Regions from separate parts of the Triticum aestivum genome. Here region 2 is linked to region 1. A link is a contact called in public Hi-C data. All regions are on one chromosome and are shown on one strand. The core of a region is the stretch at or near the end of the contact, and the rest is flanking DNA. Distances in the headings are between cores, read along the strand shown.

Region 1 (3,097 bases), core at 249-2,748:
AGCCTCAACCAATCTGTGCACTGGAACAAAATCCAAGGAAAAGCTATCCATATACTACTCTGTTTGGCATCTTATGCAAGCAGCCAAACTTCTTTAGTTTTGAGAAAGCTAACAATGACATGATTCCGAGATAATTACCCAATCGGATGCGTTGAAGCTCTATCAGTGCCAGTGGCAGCAACCCAAGAGTCAGCGCAGAATACATTCCGACCTCCCATGAGAATAGCCACCTGATTGGACAAAATGCAATATTAGCTTGGCCTGTATCGCTTGATATTTACAAAATGGAAGTCTAGAATAGTAGAATGAATGTGTTCTATTTACCTCAACACCATGGCGGCATGCCACTTGAACTTCTCTGGCAATCAGCATGATCACCTGGCAAGGTCACAAGGCTCTGTGTGAAATATTCAGGAGAGCAATGAACAAGATCTGTGCATATCTAACAAATACTACCTTAGGGTCAACATTATGAGGAGCTTCTCCAGCCAATGCAGTGCCCCCAATCTTCAGAAGTACCCTTTTCCATTTCGGATTCGAGAGAGGAGTGGATCTGGAATAAGGAACCATGGTGGTAGCGTGGCCAGTGCCGGAAGAAGGGTACCTGCAAGGATAAGCATCAGCTCGTCTCTAGACTCTCGACCATTAGATCCGCAAATTAATGAGAGAAAAGATGTCAAATGGAGCCACCTCTTGTTGCTGTGCTGCTGCTGTTGCCGCGGCTTATCGTCGTTGGTGGCCGGCGGCGGCTTGGGGGTGCCGGGCGATGGGGAGTTGCCCATAATCTGCTCCATTTGCTTGTACCAGGGCCAGAGGCTGGCCGAGGCGGAGCCGGCGATGCGTTGGCACTCTACCTTGTACCGCTTCTTGAGGTTGTCGATCTTATTCTTACACTGCTCCACGCTCTTGCCCCCGCTGCTCTTGCCTTGCCCGTCGGTCACGGCAGCGGCGACGTCCTCCCAGTCCCGCCCCCGGAGATTCCCTCGGTTGAGCTGCTCGAACCGGTCCATGTATGCGTCGAGGAGACTGCTGATGGCGCCGTCCGTCCACTCCTCCCGATCCTTCCGGTAGTCCGACGAGACGCCGCCGCCACGGCCCTTCCTCCCCCCGCCGCTGATGTAGGAGCAGTACTCGCCCCCATCGCTGAACTCCTCCGGGCGGTCCCTCCGCCGCTTGGTGTGGTACGACGCCTTCCCGCGGTCGGAGCTGTGGTTGCCCTCCTCCCGGGCCGGCGCGAAGGGGCCGGGGCCGGCGCCGGAGCCCGCGGCCGAGGCTTCGACGAGGCAGAAGCCCTGGGCCTGCTGCGGCGGGGCCGGCTGGGCGGAAGGCTGGGGAGCGGGGTGGGCGTCGTCACCGAGGAGGCCGAAGTCGTCGTCGCAGGAGGCCATGGGGTGGCGGCGTTAGGGCTGCGCCGCGGGCTCCGCTCCCGGCCACGGCGGCGGCGTTAGGGTGACGACGTTACCCCCGCTCGCTGGCCGCTGGGGGTAGGTGCCGGTGGTACCGGTACGCAGGTTATGATGATGGGGAACGGGCGCGACCCACGGAACCGTTACGGCTCGCTCACGGCTCCGTGACCTTGCCGCGTTACACGTTGCCGCGGAGAGGGTCCCTTCTTCCCGGAAAAAAGTGAAGCGGACCCACAGGTCGGTCCAATGCGATCACTGTGAGTGGCAGGCAGCCGTGTCGTCAGGCCCGTTTGAAGTTTGAAATTTGAGCTGGTCCGGAAGACCCAAAAATCTACTCCCTCGATTCCCAAATACTCCCTCCGTTTCCAAATATAGTATTTTTAGAGATTCTAACAAGCGACTACATGTAAAGCAAAACGAGTGAATTTATACTCTAAAATATGTCTACATACATCCGTATGTTGTAATTTATTTGAAATGTCTAAAAAGACTTATATTTAGGAACGGAGGGAGTATAAGTATTTTTAGAAATTCCAACATTGATTACATACGGAGCAAAATTAGTGAATCTACACTCTAAAATATACATACAACCGTATGTTGTAGTCCATTTGAAATGTCAAAAAGACTTATATTTAGGAACAAAGGGAGTATATTGCAACAACAAAAAATCTACTACCTTCATCCTTCAAAAACTATACTCCTAACTTTATTGGAGGGCCAAACTATCTAAAAGTATGACCAAAATTATGGAAAATATATCAATGTTAGTGAAACCAAATAGGTATATGCTGAAAATATATTTTATTATGAATCTAATGCTACTAATTTGATGGCATAAATATTGGTGTATTATTGTATAAATACGGTCTGACATAAAAAAGTTTGATTTTCCAACAAAGTTGAAAGTACATTTTTTTCAAGGACAAAGAGAGTACGTATGCAGCCAGCTTTTATTTTGTACTACCTCCATCAGGTATTTGTGGGGCCCTTCTTATTTTATGCTAAAATTTGACTATTAATTTCTAATAAAATGTAAACTATAAGTCACAAAAATATACTATGGAAAACCTTTTTCAAATACAAATCCAATAATATACTTATTGTATCGTATAATTTATATTTTTTTTAGTTTACATACGGTCAACATTTGACAAAAAATATGAGGGGGCCAATAAGCCCACAAGAAGATAATATCTCTTTGCTTTGCTTTCTTTTGTTTGTTTTGGTGCACAACTCCACTCAGGGCATCTTCAATCGGCGTACCCCAAATCGGGCACACTAATGATGCGTTTGGTTATCTTCATTAGGCTCAACTAAACTTGTTGGATGCAAATTTGGCCCGTTTGGTTTCCTGTTTTCATTGTTTGGCTCGCATTGCACACTTCTTAAAACACCTCTGAGCCAGGCCCAGCCGGAATGGCCGAATCGACTGTTTTCTCCCATCTAGGCTCACATCGTGCATAGGAGAGGAACACCGTCTCGAGCTGATGCGAAGAGGGGATGGCATGAGCTCGCGCGTGCGCCAAAAAACGGCGGGAGGAATTGGGTCAGGTCCCACCGAATCAGACGCCATATTTAGCCCCCATCGGGTCACCGCCAATTTCCCCGCCACCATTTCCCTCTGCGCGCTCTTCGTCCCTGGCGATTTCGTCGACGACCAACAGGTAAGTTTTGCATCTTCTCTGGTC
Region 2 (3,097 bases), core at 324-2,823, 180 kb before region 1:
CATGCCAGTTCCGTGCCAAATCAAGCGCACTAATACCTGCAAGCATGCACTATGGCACCAGCATAATTTTCTCTTGCATGTAAAGCATATTTAATATTCGTTGGTAACTCCGAACCTGAATACCACCATGTTCACCAAATTTCCCATGTATCACTGGGAAGACAATGTCAACGTTGGCAGCAAGATGCTCCGCGAATTCAGACAGGGAGCCGAATTCTTGTGCTAGACTGTAGAAGGTGAAGTTTAGAACTGAACAATTTGATATGGACTAAACATTAGCAAGGAAGAGAAATAAACCATGGCAGTAAGCTCACCTTTCAAGCTTGAAATGAAAGTCTGAAGGGGTGTTGGAATACAGCCGTGGAGTAGGAACACAAGAGACTGTCATTTTACAAACAAAGTGCTCCAATCAATAAAATATTACCTTTTATCCATGAGGGTATCCCAATCAAACCAAACAGAGTAGGCAAATTGTTTAATCAGAATTCAACCAAGGGAATTATTGTATGACCATGTGTAGAGAGACATGAAAGTGGGTTCAGATAATGCATCGGCAGATTCAGTTCAGACAAACTAACTAACACCACAAGTAAGCAGCGAATGACAGAATATTCAGCTAAGAAATGTTACTGAATGATTTCAGACAAGCGAATTCAGTATAGTCAAACTATTACTCCGGCCGAGTGTCAAAAACGCTCTTATATTATGGGACGGATGGAGTATATGATTATCAGATATTTATAAAGAAACCAAAGCGGGATCCTCTGATAATGCATCGCCGGATTCAGTTCAGATAAACGCATTAGCAGCACAACAAAGCAGCGAATGACTGAATATTCACTTAAGGAATTAATAAGAGCAGTTAAGCAGATAGGTAGCTCACCTGCGCCGGCAATATTGCGAACTCGTTCATGCCGCAGTCGATGTAGTAGCAGCTCACCAACAAGTCCCCACCCTGCATCCAGCATTCCTCATCAGCGAACCAACAAGCAACCAACAAGAAAGGGCGCGGTGAGAGGCGGAGACGGGCGGGAGACCTACTTTATCTTCCCGGCGGCTGCACCCCACCATGACCGGAGCGAAGTCACCGCCACCCTTCTCTGGCACGGATCCACCGCTCGTGTGCACTTTCTTTGGCAGCGTCATCGAAGAGAAAACTGAAGGAGAGGAGGAGGCGTAGTGGAGAGCAGGGAAGGAGGGGAACGGGGCGAGGTGCGGAGGAAGCGGGTGAGGCGTTGGGGATGGGTACGATGGCCAGGGTGCTCCAACCCTGCTGCTCCTTCCCCCATCGCCATCCTCTGGTCTCCTTCTCTGCCGCACCCCTCTTCTCCACTCGACAGAGCATCGGGAGCTGGCGAGGGTGGGGTCGAAGACGCGGGAGCAGGAGAGGGGCGAGTGGCAACAACGACCACGCGCTAGGTCTTCGACGGGAGGAGGAGAGAAGTGGAGGAGAGGAGGCGGCGGCAGCAGGAGAGGAGGAGGCGGCGGCAGCAGGAGAGGAGGAGGCGGCGGCGGCAGGAGAGGCGGAGGCGTCTGCGGTTGGTGGCGGATTAGGTCACGGGCTAGCTTCGTTCTGCTCGCTCACTGCGTTGTCTGGCCTTTATATGTTCAATGCATGAAATGACAAAAATGCCCCTGGGAGGACATCGATTTTACACGCGGTGGCACAACGCTATACGGGGCGAATTTACACACGGCACAACGTTATACGGGGCGACGTGGATGGCTTCCTCGTGCCTAGCAGTTCTTGAGGGTTTATATGTTCAATACGGGGCGAATTTACACACAGCACAACGCTATACGGGGCGACGTGGATGGCTTCCTCGTGCCTAGCAGTTCTTGAGGGTTTATATGTTCAATGATATATGTGTGTCATGTCTCTTTCTATCACTAAAATTGAGCACCACAAGATCGAACCCATCACAAAGCAACTCTTCCCATGGCAAGAAAAACCAATCTAATTGGCCAAACCAAACCAATAATTCAGAGAAGAAATACAAGGCTATAACAATCATGCATAAATTAGTTAAGAGAAAACTCAAATAATATTCATGGATAGATCTGATCATAAACTCACAATTCATCAGATTCCAACAAACACACCGCAAAAAGTCATTACATCAAATAGATTTCCAAGAACATCAAGAAGAACATTGTATTGAAGATCAAAAAGAGAGAATAACCAATCTAGCTACTAACTACGGACCCGCATGTCTCTGGTAAACTACTCACGCATAATCGAAGGGGCAGCAAGGATGATGAAGAATCCCTCCATGATCGTTACCCCCTCCGGCAGAGTGCCGGAAAAGGCCTCTAGATTGGATTTCGTGGTTCTGGAACTTCCGGCGGCGGAAAAAGTATTTCGTGGACTCCTCTAGGGTTTTGGGGATTTTAGAGTATGTAGCGACCCGACCCGAAAATGGCCAAGTCCCTGTGTATCTGTGCCATCCCTAGATCAATATGCTGGCACACACAGTACATCAATGTATATATCAAAGTGCAATCACATGTATAAGTAACGTAAAACTGATATATACCTCATATGTCTCAGCTAAAACCGTCAAACCGATGTGGAGTCCCATCAACGCCAACGACAAGTTGAGTGTAGACCGTAACCCTATATCGCAACTCTTACTCGTCGAAGAAGTATCCGCAACATGAGACGTTGCAGCCGTGTAGGTCGGTGCATTGAATGTACCGGCAAGATCATAATAGAAAGCAAATGAGAAGACTATACTATATGCAATATGGTTTTTGTGGTAGTTCTAAGTTTATATTTTTTGCGAAAAGCTGATTTTTTTTCCCTTACAACCAAGGAGTTCGATGCAAAATTACTACAAAAGTTGGTTGTTGATGAAATGGTTCTGCAAACGAATTCTCATATCCCAATTACTAATAAAACCAAAATCCATTTAATCGATAACAGTGTTGAGGATATCCTGACCATCCAATTCCAGTTGCTCAAATTGCCCATAACCAGGGACACGGCTAATTAGTTAGTTTAACACTCTGCAAAGTTTTGTGCACTTTACCCGCAAGACTCGGTCGCCTACTTTGAAGTCCTTGCACTGCCTGGTGTTTGAGAACAGGATGTCCG

Evidence for each region. A called contact is a pair of places that touch in the nucleus more often than the background predicts.
Region 2: a Hi-C map of leaf shows a contact between it and region 1, with 4 times the contacts expected there. The contact joins the promoter of LOC123189130 here to the promoter of LOC123189128 in region 1. A contact is called at or near these places in 3 of 5 Hi-C or Micro-C datasets (leaf and root).

What each region holds. Positions count from the first base shown.
Region 1 is chr2A:506,326,228-506,329,324 of IWGSC CS RefSeq v2.1, reverse strand. LOC123189128 reads right to left here and starts at 1,498. Exons shown (of 7, transcript XM_044601465.1): 1 at 691-1,498; 2 at 457-604; 3 at 325-378; 4 at 139-230. The coding sequence starts at 1,388.
Region 2 is chr2A:506,510,608-506,513,704 of IWGSC CS RefSeq v2.1, reverse strand. LOC123189130 reads right to left here and starts at 1,573. Exons shown (of 9, transcript XR_006495597.1): 1 at 1,042-1,573; 2 at 884-955; 3 at 315-381; 4 at 1-227.